Linked DNA regions of Ovis aries: region 2 is linked to region 1. A link is a contact called in public Hi-C data. All regions are on one chromosome and are shown on one strand. The core of a region is the stretch at or near the end of the contact, and the rest is flanking DNA. Distances in the headings are between cores, read along the strand shown. Region 1 overlaps INTS6 (integrator complex subunit 6). Region 2 overlaps WDFY2 (WD repeat and FYVE domain containing 2).

Evidence for each region. A called contact is a pair of places that touch in the nucleus more often than the background predicts.
Region 2: a contact with region 1 is called in a Hi-C map of tail adipose tissue, with 4 times the contacts expected there. The contact joins two enhancer-like sites. A contact is called at or near these places in 2 of 16 Hi-C or Micro-C datasets (blood and tail adipose tissue).

The regions. Positions count from the first base shown.
Region 1 is chr10:21,200,002-21,206,794 of ARS-UI_Ramb_v3.0, reverse strand. The region is part of intron 4 of INTS6 (integrator complex subunit 6); the gene reads left to right. Among named protein-coding and RNA genes, the nearest start is that of INTS6, 25 kb to the left of the region's middle. Within about 2 kb of position 3,269, at least 5 of the 54 cell types and tissues checked have an H3K27ac peak or open chromatin away from gene starts, as enhancers often do. A contact at or near this core is called in tail adipose tissue, where this site is marked.
Region 2 is chr10:21,389,000-21,395,792 of ARS-UI_Ramb_v3.0, reverse strand. The region is part of intron 1 of WDFY2 (WD repeat and FYVE domain containing 2); the gene reads right to left. Among named protein-coding and RNA genes, the nearest start is that of WDFY2, 58 kb to the right of the region's middle. Within about 2 kb of position 3,207, at least 19 of the 54 cell types and tissues checked have an H3K27ac peak or open chromatin away from gene starts, as enhancers often do. A contact at or near this core is called in tail adipose tissue, where this site is marked.

The DNA of each region.
Region 1 (6,793 bases), core at 2,020-4,519:
ATTCTCACTGTATTTACAAAGGGTGTAAGTAGGAAAAGTGTAGTTTTTAAGTTTAGTAATTTTTAGAAATACTTTGATTTGTGTGACATTGTGGAGTGCAGATTGGATATACAGTCCAGACACGTGGGTATCTAGTCTTTGTTCAACTACTTTCTAGCAATGAAGTTTGTACCTAGCATCCCTAAATCTCTGTACTTGTCCATAAATAAATTCTTGCCTTACCTCATAGGGTTGTCGAAAGACTGAAATGAAATGATGTGAATGAAAGTACTTGGTAGGCTCTAATGAAAAGAACACTGTGTAATTCTACCATGAAGCTTTAGAACTAGTATAGAATCGTTATTTCCTGATCTTGACTTGGGGGGAGGAGAGCCAGATTTATTTTGTTTGAACAGTTGATGTTGAAGGGGAATTTAGGATATAATTCACAGAAAAACAGTTGAAAGATTAGGTAGATTAAGATTTGTAATTAAATAATTTATAGACATAGCTATGAAATGCTCCATAGCTGACATTAATGGATTTTGGGGCTTTCTTAAACTTAGTTGGTCTGTATAGCCAGTTATATTCTGCCATTTTTCAGAAACAGACATTGATTGTATACGTTAAGAGTGAACAGGTTGTTTAACTTCAATTTGAAAATTTCAAATTTTTCCCACTTTGCCTTCCTTTTGAAAAATTTGAATGAGTAATCAGATCAGAAATACTATGATTTTGTTTTGTAGTTATGATTGCTACAAAGGTATTTTTCTTTTTTATTTATATTTTACATTTATATGAAGTATTCCTCCATGTGAGATTATCTATTCAGGGTACTCTGTCTTACCACCTTTGTAGAAATTCCCTTTGGAGTACAGTATATTTTGTTCCCGTATATCTGGATCTGCTTTGTGATAATTTGTTTTAGCTTTACAAAATATCTTGAAATATGGATATGGAAATTGGAATTGCTCACCTTTTGTCCTAGGTCCTTGGGAGAGATACTGGAGAAGTAGAACTCTGTGTTTATAGTAACCTAAAACTCATTCCTAGTAAGGTTGGGAAGATTTTCCTGTGGGCCAGGATCTTACCTTTTAGTGCTGTTGTATCTTCTACCATAGTTAGCATAGTACTGAGAACAAGGCTTACATTTAAAAAGTATTAAAAAGATATAGATACTGCTATGCTGAGTCTGATACTCAAAATCAAAATTGATCACAACTTCTTATCTGAGATAGACAATTCATTTGTTATGAGGCAAAGATTTATTTTGGATATGCTGTTGGAGCATAGGTCTATGAGTTGTTTTGGGTTTCAAGTTTAGGAGTTTCTTTGGTCATCTGCATGTTGGGTTCTTAATATTCCAACAAGACTCACTTTGAGGGCCAGAGAATGTATCCTGTATGTGTTTTTTGTGGAAGGTTAATTTTTTGCTGAGATGCGAAATACTTGTCTCTTCTAGTCCAAATAATTAAATAATAAGATTCATTTTGAGGACAATTATCAATTTATAAAAGGTATAAAGATGCTTTTCAGTTTGTTCATTTTTTTTGTGAGTGTGTGTGTGTGTTTATATGATCTGTATTGTAATTTTTACTAGGAAATAACAAGCAGAATGTTGCCTTTGCCTCTTTTTCTTCAGTCCTCTTTTACCTTTGGCAAAACTTGATTCTTTTTAAAGATTAATTGAATGAGTGAGTATTGATAATTTCCACATTAGATATGTGTGTACAATTCTTGAGTAGCTGTTACTGCTGTTGATGTGACCTGTTACTGTTTATAGAGTTGTACATCCCACCCATACAATGCCCTTTGCTCAAAGTTCTGTTATCTCACATACTGTATTTGGTCTGTTCTGCTAGTGCTATTTTCCAGTAATAAGTGTTCCTGCTGCTTTGAAATCATCCTTATGGCGTTTTACTTTTTATTTTACAAATGAGGAAATTGAGATCTGGGGAGGCAAAGTTATTTGCTCAAAGTTATAACATTTATTATTGCCAAACTCTGGATTAGAATTGATCTAAATTCCAGAGACATCCCAACCCTCTCCAGACCCAGTGCTTTTCCCCTGATGCTATCTGCTGTCTTTCTCTTTACATCGGTTCCTGTATGTTCTTGAAATTTGCGTTCTACTTACCTGATTTACTGTTGTCTGCTTCCCCTCTCTGTACATTTGTGACCTGGGTATTATGTTCCTGTTCTCTAAGTGTTCCTTGAATGACCATTATGACCAGGGCATTTCTAGGTAGTGAAGATAACAAAGATGAATAGGGTGGGTTTCTGGTTCTTAAGTTCACAGTCTTAAGGGGGAGGATTGTCTGTTAAATGGTTTTATGAATGATAGAATAGAGATACATACTAGGTGTATGGAAGCACTAAAGGACGAGAGGAGGGTTAATATTACCTATCCTGTGCATGTATCAAATCCTGTACAATGTAAATTTTTATAGTCATTTTAATTTTGATTAAATTCAAGGATCTTGTGATTCCCTATAGGATGTGGCTCATAGATTATGTCTGTGAAAGTTATAGAGGAACTTGGTACAAAGTTGTTTTGAGCCTAGAAAACAGTTCATGGAAAAACTTGGTGCCATATTGCCTCCTGACCTGGCTAAATTTGTACAGGCCAGAATGATGTAATTACTTATAACTTGTTTGTAAAAATAATAAGAGGGATACTATTTCCTCTATGACAGGTCATCATTTAGCAGTGTGTTAGGAGTTAGAAGAGAAACAGCATGTGTTATGGACGAAACTTCTGAGCTGTGTAACATCATTTTACTTTAATTTATGATTTTAATTATCTTTTTTGGCCTTATTTAATGAAAATCCAGGCCATTGTCTTGAGTTGTTCATGAGTGTGTTTCTAGTGTAGTGTTTTTGGATAACTGTAGAAATTTTGATGATGGCTTTTGGTAGAAGAATATGTGTGTATCTTTTGACTTTTTTTCTTTTTAAATGTAGTTATTTGATAATTTTTTTTTGCAGTGTTTTCATTTATGAGGTAGGAGTTAGATGGGACCTTGAATTCTGATACATGAGAAATCTGTGTATTTCTTATTGCCATAGTCATCTTTGGTGTTGATAAGCATACTTGTGGTCAAATACTTCTAGTATCATTCATCATGTTATGTTACTAATGTATCAGATGTTTTGGTAGATTCACCAAATTATAATTAGAGTTACTGAAAAAAATTTTCTGGCTTTTATTGCTTGAGAACATCTTTAATACTCTTTTGCAATGGAAAAGTCTTCTGTGCTATGATTCCAGGAACACGTGGTTAACTATATTGCTCAATAAAGTAGCCAGAAGAAATCCTGCCAGTCCCTTCTTGGTGATGAATGACATTCCAGGATCATGTAGCAGTTATTTTTCTCTTCCTTGAAAGTGCTAATAGTAGTGTTACCTTTCAGATATTGAGATTTGCTGAAGACTCTTTGCATCTCTTTATCAATGTTGTGATTACCCTAGAGGCTAACGTTCTAGAGAAGATATTTGCAGTCAAAACAACCTATTGGCTTTTGACATAAAAAGTTTTGCCTTCTTGTGAGTTTTCCATCTTTTAAAGACAAACTAGGACAGCTACTTTTATAACTTCTTGAAAGAGTACTTGTTTGTAGAAAGAGAAATGTCTGAGTAAGCTCAACTGTGTATTAAAGTGGTTGTCCTTTGTGATCTTATCTTTCATTTTTTCAGTTCTCAAAAGTTGCTGCAGAAGTCCCATCAGTCTTTGAGATGTGGACTGGTACTAGTGATTTTTCTGGATCATTCTGGGTAATACAGAATGAATTTACCTTTTATAAGGATAATCTATAATTAGGATCTATAATTGCAGTTTGCATTTAACTCTTCATGTTGTGTAATGTTTAAAAGACAATCCAGAATTTTAAAATGTTTCTACTGTCTGAAATCAGAAACCACATCTCCATCCCCCATGCCCCCATAAAGTACTTTTGTTTCACTAAAGTTACCAAATATGTGCCAGAAGCTGTTGAAACTATTTTAATCATGCAAAGATTTTTAGACACATATTTTAAATAGTTGTTTCTCAGTACACTTAGAGTTTGTGACACTTTTATTTTTATTTTTTTCTTTTTCAAAAAGACTTCTAAGGAATCTTGAAGGGATGTTATTGTAGTATGGTAGAATGTATTAAACAGATCTGTGTATAAATGCGTTTCTGAGTTTTCATTATCAAGATTAGCTCCTGTCTTACTGATTCAGATGTTCTGAACATATGTATAACATGACCAAATATGTTCAGTTCATTTCAGTGTCTCAGTCATGTCCGACTCTTTGCGACCCCATGAATCACAGCACGCCAGGCCTCCCTGTCCATCACCAACTCCCGGAGTTCACTCAGACTCACGTCCATCGAGTCAGTGAGGCCATCGAGCCATCTCATCCTCTGTCGTCCCCTTCTCCTCCTGCCCCCAATCCCTCCCAGCATCAGAGTCTTTCCCAATGAGTCAAGTCTTCACATGAGGTGGCCAAAGTATTGGAGTTTCAGCTTTAGCATCATTCCTTCCAAAGAAATCCCAGGGCTGATCTCCTTTAGAGTGGACTGGTTGGATCTCCTTGCAGTCCAAGGGACTCTCAAGAGTCTTCTCCAACACCACAGTTCAAAAGCATCAGTTCTTTGGCGCTTAGTTTTCTTCACAGTCCAACTCTCACATCCATACATGACCACTGGAGAAACCATAGCCTTGACTAGACGGACCTTTGTTGGCAAAGTAATGTCTCTGCTTTTCAGTATGCTATCTAGGTTGATGATAACGTTTCTTCCAAGGAGTAAGCGTCTTTTAATTTCATGGCTGCAGTCACCATCTGCAGTGATTTTGGAGCCCCCCAAAATAAAGTCTGACACTGTTTCCACTGTTTCCCCCATCTATTTCCCATAAAGTGATGGGACCAGATGCCATGATCTTCGTTTTCTGAATGTTGAGCTTTAAGCCAACATTTTCACTTTCCACTTTTACTTTCATCAAGAGGCTTTTTAGTTCCTCTTCACTTTCTGCCATAAGGGTGGTGTCATCTGCATATCTGAGGTTATTGATATTTCTCCCGGCAATCTTGATTCCAGCTTGTGTTTCTTCCAGCCCAGCATTTCTCGTGATGTACTCTGCATAGAAGTTAAATAAGCAAGGTAACAATATACAGCCTGGACGTACTCCTTTTCCTATTTGGAACCAGTCTGTTGTTCCATGTCCAGTTCTAACTGTTGCTTCCTGACTTGCATATAAGTTTCTCAAGAGGCAGGTCAGGTGGTCTGGGATTCCCATCTCTTTCAGAATTTTCCACAGTTTATTGTGATCCACACAGTCAAAGGCTTTGGCATAGTCAATAAAGCAGAAGTAGATATTTTTCTGGAACTCTCTTGCTTTTTCGATGATCCAGCGGATGTTGGCAATTTGATCTGTGATTCCTCTGCCTATTCTAAAACTAGCTTGAACATCTGGAAGTTCATGGTTCACATATTGCTGAAGCCTGGCTTGGAGAATTTTGAGCATTACTTTACTAGCGTGTGAGATGAGTGCAATTGTTAGTCTCTATTAATTCAACTTTCCAGGAACATTTAATAAGAATTTGTTGGATGTAGATCATTCACATTTTCTTTTGTACGCATATTTTTGGCCCTGTTCTCTCAACCCCTTAACTTCTGGTATGCTATAGAAATGTATATATATATATCGACAATTATTAATACTTGAAAATATGTTATTATAAAAATGCACAGTTAAAAAGGTTGATGATATATTTTAATACTGTAATGAATTTTCAATAATTCACATTTGCAATACTCTTAAAATATATCTTTTTCAGAGTCAGACTCTTACAGATTTGAATTTGAAATCAGCAAAGAAAAACTCTAAGGATTGCCTCTAGACAACACTATGATAGAATAATTAAAAAGAAATGCTGGCTGATCACTCTTTAGTGAAGTTGTATGGCTGCAACTACTAATGTATTATCTAGAATTCTGTATTAAGCTATACCAAAATAGTTTTTATTCAGAGTGTGAGGCAACTTTACCCTGCATTTGTTAGCCTGTCAGAACCAATAAGCAAAAACAGCCCCACACATGTAAGGAAAGTTTCATTTGCAGACGTTTCTATTCTTCTGATTCTAGCTCTTCCATATATAAATGACTGATACTTAGAAAAGTAGTTTTCAAATGGCTGCATCAAAACCACCTGAGTGTTTTATAACCTGTACATACCTCAGCTCTAGTTTTGGAAATTTTGGTTCCATTGATCTGGGTAGTGACCTGGGAATCTGTACTTTTTTCAGTGTGTCCACGTTGATTCTCATGCACAGTCTGGTTTGGAAGCCATAGTTTCAGAACATAACTAAGACTACAAATAGACACGTTTTTAAACTACAAAAAAAAAAAAAAAGTGAAAATAAACCACTTTAACAAAGCAAGATAAAACTGTTTTTCATGCACATGTCTAACAATACATGTGGCTTCCCATGTGGCTCAGCTGGTAAAGACTCTGCCTGCAATGCGGGAGACCTGGGTTCAGTCCTTGGGTTGGGAAGATCCCCTGGAGAAGGGAAAGGCTACCCACTCCAGTATTCTGGCCTAGAGAATTCCATGGATTCTATAGTCCATGGGGGTTGCAAAGAGTTGGACACGACTGAGCGACTTTCACTAGCAATGTTTTGTTTAAAAATTGACTCTTGACCTTTAGAATTGTTAAACTTGGGAATTGGGTGTCTGAAGGGTATGGAATAGGTCTTCTATGAATACATTCTTTACTGTGTTTGGTATAACTTAGAATCTGTTATTGGATAGCTGTGATGTAACCT
Region 2 (6,793 bases), core at 1,958-4,457, 190 kb before region 1:
GAGCTGAAAAATTAACATCTGGGAGTCACTACACACAAGCAGTAGGTAAATCATCAGTGAAGAAAAAGGAGAGGGCTAAAGACAAAGCCATGAGTAACACCAAAAGGTAAGCGATGCAGAACCAAAAAAGATCCCTGAAGACCTCAGTGAGGGCTGCCAGGGAAGTAGGAGGAAAGCCCTTTACTTCTCAGAACCCGCACGTGTCCTAATTTTTTGGTCCAGAAAATAAGGTCACTATAAACATACCTAAGACTGAACCAAATTCACAGTGCTCACAATAAAAAGCCATCTATATAGGTCACTATTTTGAAGGAAGAGGGAAGATTGGAGGCGGTGACAACCAGGAGGCCACAGGTTGCTAAGCTACTGGGTAAAATAAGACGGGGCGTCTACCCATGTCGAATAAATCCAGGCTTTTAAGAATGTGCCCTAGAATGATGCAACCTTCATTAGTTACCATAGCGATGAGCTTCATTTCCCTGGGGGACAATTGTTATTTTTGCCACCACTCGGGGTGGAGGTGCAGGGAGTGAATCCTACTGTGTTTTGAAGACCCTGAATTTTCAGGGATTACTTTTCTACTAGATCACACATTACAACCTCCTTACTAACAAAGGCAATCCCTATCAATCTGCAGACTAACAGAACTTTGAGCAGTGGGATGTGAGTCAATGTCTTTTTGTAGTTTTCACAGTGACATGCTTCAAGGGGAAAAAAAAAAGTGCCTCTAATGCAGAGAGAATGTCGTGGAGATTCTTGGAAAACAGAGCTGAAAGATTTTTTTTTTTTTCCTATGATTATTCGTAGTAAGAACTGACTATGACATTCTCATTATATGCATTCAGATCACACGGAGTAAAGAAACTAAATCAAATCTTCTACAAAACACTGTGTATTTCTGTATGGAGGGTTTTTCCCAGGATAGACAGAGGCTGCTGTGTGGACTGAATGAAGGCGGCTGGGGGATTTCAGAGTCAGGGGCTCAAGCTGGGAGCTCTCCAGATTCTAGACCACAGTGCCAGGCAGCTCAGTTCCAAGTATTAACCAGCTCACTACATCAGACCTAAACAACTCTGCTGAACCACAGACACTTGGACTTCTTTTCCCACGGCTGTAGGAACCTAGCAATCAGCAGCTGGAGAAGAGATGTGGCTGTTTTATAGTTCAACACCTTGAGCTTTGAAAGGAACTCCTGCTTTAAAAACAAAAACAGTCATTCCAATCATTTACAGCCTCGTGTTTCATCAAGGGGTGCTAACCGCAGCCATTCCCCCCAGGGCATTTTAACCAGCTGGATAATTTCTCTTCAACCAAAGGTCACCAAAGCCTTTACATTTAGAGTTTTAAAAGTCACGACCAAATGGCAATATCTTCATTGGTTTTTGTGTGAGTGTGTGTGACTCTTTGCCACCCCTTGAACTGTAGCCCACCAGGCTCCTCTGTCCATGGGGTTTTTCAGGCAAGAATACTGGAGAGGGTTGCCATTTCCTTCTCCAGGGGATCTTTCCCACCCAGGGATCAAACCCATATCTCCTAGATCTCCTGTCATTGTTTCTTAAAAATCTATAAAATGAAATCTCCAAATGAGATTAAACAAACCCAGATGTCAGAGGAGAGATTATAAACACACATGAAATACAGGTAATTGTTATCTTTATCAATCAGTAGTAAGAGTCTTGAGAGAAACAAGCCCCTAATTCTGAGTCCTTTTATTACTGATAAACCCTATTCTGTGCCTGCAAATAGTTTACTTGCAGTGGAGACTTGTTTTGCATATTTTGTTTTCTTGGTAATTTAACTCAGTGGCTAATGTTTAAGCACAGACTTCCTGCCCTGGCACAGTTGTGGGTTTTACCATTCTCAAAACTCCTTCCCCATAACAACTGTTACCTGGCTATCTGCTCTCCCATGTGAGCATAACTCCCCTACAAGCCTCTGGGACTCCTAGGCAAAATTAAGCTTCAGGATCACACCGTATCTTGCCAATGTAAGGACAGTTACATTAGCCATCAATGCCAGTGAGCAATGCTGGTCCTTTGCCCCACTGGACAAGTAATTTCTTAAAGACTTCAAAATGTTTATCTTTAAATATTTTTATCTTTGATTTTCTTAATACCTACAGTACTTTAATTTTGAATACATACAGTACTTAGCATAAGAGGGATGCTTAGAAAAGGTCATAAAGATACATTAAAGAAAAAAAGAAAAGAGAAAAAAATGAACACATTCCCAGTGCGATGGTGAAGAACAGCCCACAGGGAAGTACCAGGAATGTCCCAGAGCTCAGAGGCTGGACAGTTTCTGGATGTTAGTTAGCATCAGAGACCCCATCTGCTCCTAAGTCACAGCCCCTCATAGGACAGAGAGTCATGAGGACAAGCCTTGAGCAGCTGGTTTGAGCAAGTCAACAGTACGACAGTGTTCGTCAATATCACTCATCAGGAGGCATGTGATGGAATCACTAGAGGAACAATATGGAATTAGATATAGTTCTTGACTGTGCACGAAGTGGGAAGGCGTGGTCTTTGTCATACCACTCACCACTCTCTTCCTGCAGCCAACACGTGACAATCGCTCAACAGGGACTTAATGACTGAAAGAGCAGTGACTCACACAGGATGCCCCTGGCTGCCGCCCTTCTGAATCTGTAGAAAGATGAACTGCTCCCTTTCAAGGTAGTAAAATGGCCAAGAATTTTACACCTGAAAGACACCACAGAGGGACTTCCCTGGTGGTCCAGAGGCTAAGAGTCCCAGTGCAGGGGGCCTGGGTTCGATCCCACATGCTGCAACTGAAGACCCTGCGTGCCACAGTGAAGACAGAGACTCCCCGTGCAGCCCAATAAATAAAAATAATTTTAAATTTTCACAAACAAACAAAATACATCAGAGCTGGGGGAGGGGAGGGTGGGGAGTTACTGCTCAACAGGAATGGAATTTCCATTTGGGAAAGGGATAGTAATGATGGCCGCACAACATGTGAACACACCCAATGCCCCTGAATTGTATACTTATGTGCTAAATAGACAAATGGTTGTCTATTAATATTTTCCACAATTAACAAAGAAAACAATTTTTTTAAGCTTTAAAAAGAGAAACACAGCAGAAAGACTCTCTCAGAAACTGTAGTCTTCATAGAGTGGCCGGCGTCACAGCAATTAGATCATCTGCGGACAGACTGGCTTTACTTAGAACAGGTCTGCAGAGGGCGTCTGGGCCAAGAATGCGTAAAAGGGATACACTTGCTCACTCCAGCAGGGAAGGGCAGAAGGGTACCCTTCCAGGATTCAACTGAAACTCAGGGTTTGGAAGAATTAGTCTTGATAGCCTATGAAAAAAGTAACCAAGCAGAGTTTCTGAACCAGGAGTAACCAGGAGAAGTTACCTAGTTACCTAAAGTTATCTAAAGGTAGATAATGACAGGGGGTGTTTTTCAAAAGACTGCTTTGGCAGTGAGCAGCCTGGGTTAGACAGGAGAAAAATTAAAGGCTGGAAGACCAGTGAGAGCCTGCTATGGGGATCTACATGTTAAAACACAGTGGTGTCAGGGGAATAAGGGCAATAAAGAGGAAGAATCAAATCCTAGATACGTGACTAAGGAGGAATCAACAAGGGAAGGAGAAAGAGTCAAAGGTGACGCCAACATTTCCAGCCCGGAGAGGCATGCTGATGATGAAGGCAGATGGTGGGAGATGCCACTAGCCAGTATTTTGTTCTTTCGTTTTTGGCTGTACCACAGTGGCTTGTGCAATCTTAGTTCTCCGGCCAGGAACCCAGGCCCCAAAACTCTAATAGGGGAGTTTTAAAGTTTTTAACCTTAAAAGTTCCTTTTGAATCCTGGAGATCTTAAGTTATTTCCTTTCCTAGCTGAACTGATCAGATCATGATGGTGACTGTAACTCAGCTATTCTCCTACTATTTTCCTGATACCCTAGAACTTTAGACCAAAAAGAAAAAAAAAAACTAAAATTGCATACTGTTTTACAGAAAAACCAGAATGAGCTTTCTGACCATCCCTATACATTTTTCAATACAATTTATTATAATTCAACGGTGACTGGAAATTATCCTTGAAAAAGACGGACACAAGTTGAGCAGAACTTGGCTTTGGGAAGTAATTTCCACTAATGAATTAAATAGAGTACGGCAGAAAACATAAAGTCCATCCGTTTTGTCTGCCTTTTTCTAATTCTCTTTATCCTTTACGAAACACCCTAGGATGAATGAAGCAAAAACACAATCATTCCCAGTGACTGTGTGAAGGTGCTAGGAATCTACAGGAATTAAAGAATTGATGAAAGTTACAGAGGAAGACGGTGGGAAAAAATCACATCAAAACTCTGTTGTCCTGGGGCTCCCCTGGCCATCTTGCGCTTCCAACACAGGGGAAATGGGCTCGATCCCTAGTCGGGGAACTAAGATCCCACATGGGGCGTGCTGGGATCAAATATATATATATATTACATTTTAAAAATACTTAAACTCAGTGTGTGAGCCTTGTTTGGATACTGCTTTGAATAAATCAACCGTAAAAAAAAATATATATATTCAATTAGGGAAATTTGAACATATTAAATGAACATATTAAATAATATTGCTGCTGCTGCCGCTAAGTCGCTTCAGTCATGTCCGACTCTGTGCGACCCCATGGACTGCATACCAGGCTCCTCCGTCCATGGGATTTGAAGAAATTATTAAACTCTGTATGATAATCGTGTTGTGGAATGCAAAACGACTTATCATTTATGGCATTAACACGGGAAGCAAGACATTAGTCCAGAATTCATTTAAAGTGAATTCCAGCATCCCTACCCAACAAAGGACGGAAGGTGGAGATACACAAGACAAGCCTGGCAAAAGACTGATCATTCAACTAGACTCCAATAACACTTTTAAGAATAAATAAAATACGTGAGTTACCAAAAAAAAAAAAAGACTGAATATTGCAGCTGGGTGATGGGTACATTGTCATTTTCATGCGTTGTATATGTTTGAAACTGTCCACAATAAATTATTAACAATCTTGAGGCCTTGACTCATAACAACTGTATATAACTGTATGTAACAGAAAGGCATGACCTCCTCTGGGAATACAGAGAGATTATGACTAGAGAAACAGTAGTGCATATTAACTCAAGCAGTACTGAACACTTTCGTCATGCACTTGGCAGTCCGTGTTGGTTTGATATCACTTGTAGGTATCAATAAATCATGTGCAAATGAAACACTTTTTATTTCTAGAGAATAGATAACAATTTGTGGATCTCTAAAATGAATGAACAGCTTTGAAAAGCTATGCCTGAATAGGTATAAACGGTTGGGGCGAATTATTTAAATGTATATACCCAGAAGACATTGGTACAATATCTCAGAATAATCCTTCTAGAAAAATTTTTCAGAATTCTCATATTAAATATTCTCAATATATAAATCACAGTAGCATATGTCAATGATAAAGGAGACAGTAATAGCATATGGACTGCTTTGAAGTTAGTAGAGTGGGTAAAATGTCTGTTTTCTGCAGTGCTTAAGTATATTTCATTAAGTGATTAAATTCTCCCCACTACTGGAAAACACTAAATGGCACAAACGAATTCAGATTCCACATTAAATAATCTACATTATTTCAAACATCCATCTGCTATCCATTATGACAAAGAAACAAGTAGTCAGTTTCTGGATGGAATCATAAAAGCCCTTACAATCCAGGCTATTTTATAAAGTAACTAAGGCTACTCATACTTCTCACAAATTTTAAATGCATCTGACATGCTTTGTAGCAGTACAAAGGAGGGATAAAACAGGAAAATCAAAAAGACAATGATACTACATCTTTACTCTGTCAGGTCAAATAAACATACAACAGTAGCTACTGCCCTCTACAATTCTGCTTGATGTAAAGTGATGATTTAGCATGGATGGTTAAAAATTCTCATGCTCTCTTGAAAAACCAAAGTATACAGATATCCTCTCTTCCTATAATCAACCTTTCTTCCTGTGGGCTTTTGAGATACATAATGTATACTCATGAATGTTAATAAATCCCATAAATCAAAATCACATTAACTTTCCTTTCATATTATAAACCTTCCCCATAAGCTTCTGCAGAATTTCCTTGATGTATCAAAGTATATGGTGTAAAAAGGTGTAGATGAACCTAAAACAGCAAAATTTCTGTATATGTTGGTTGAAGAAACATCTATTACCGGAAGTAATTCACTATTGCTTGGCTGCCCTTGGAAAACATGCTGGATTTAAGCCATGTCAGTAGAAAAGCTTACATGGAAACTAATGAAATAAAGAGAGCAAGCCATAAAACCAGAACCTTCTATTTACCAGTCAACCCTCAGTTTTGCTTTTGTGGGAGAGAAGTCAGGTTAAATAACAGCTGAAATGAAATTCTTTTCTAAAATTTTTTTAAGAATTCATTAATTTGCAAAAAGATACTGAAATTCATAAGAATCTTGAACTAAGGCTAACATAACATATAGACCTTCCACCAAAAGCCATTATGTAAAGCAAGCATGCTATGTAAAATTAATCCCTGCAAAAATAAAAGTCTGAAAAGGTTAGCAGAACCCAGTATTTTTACTAGGCAGCATTCTCCCAAGGACTTATATCTGTAATAAAATGAATGAAATCAGCATTTTCTGACTCACACAGCTTTTCATGAATGAGTACTTAAGTGTGAAGATGGATTAACTCTCTGATCTCATTTTAATGAGTTTCTCTTTGTCTTTGAGGGACTACACTGCACAGATGCTCAATCACTCTACACTAGAGTCATTTAAATC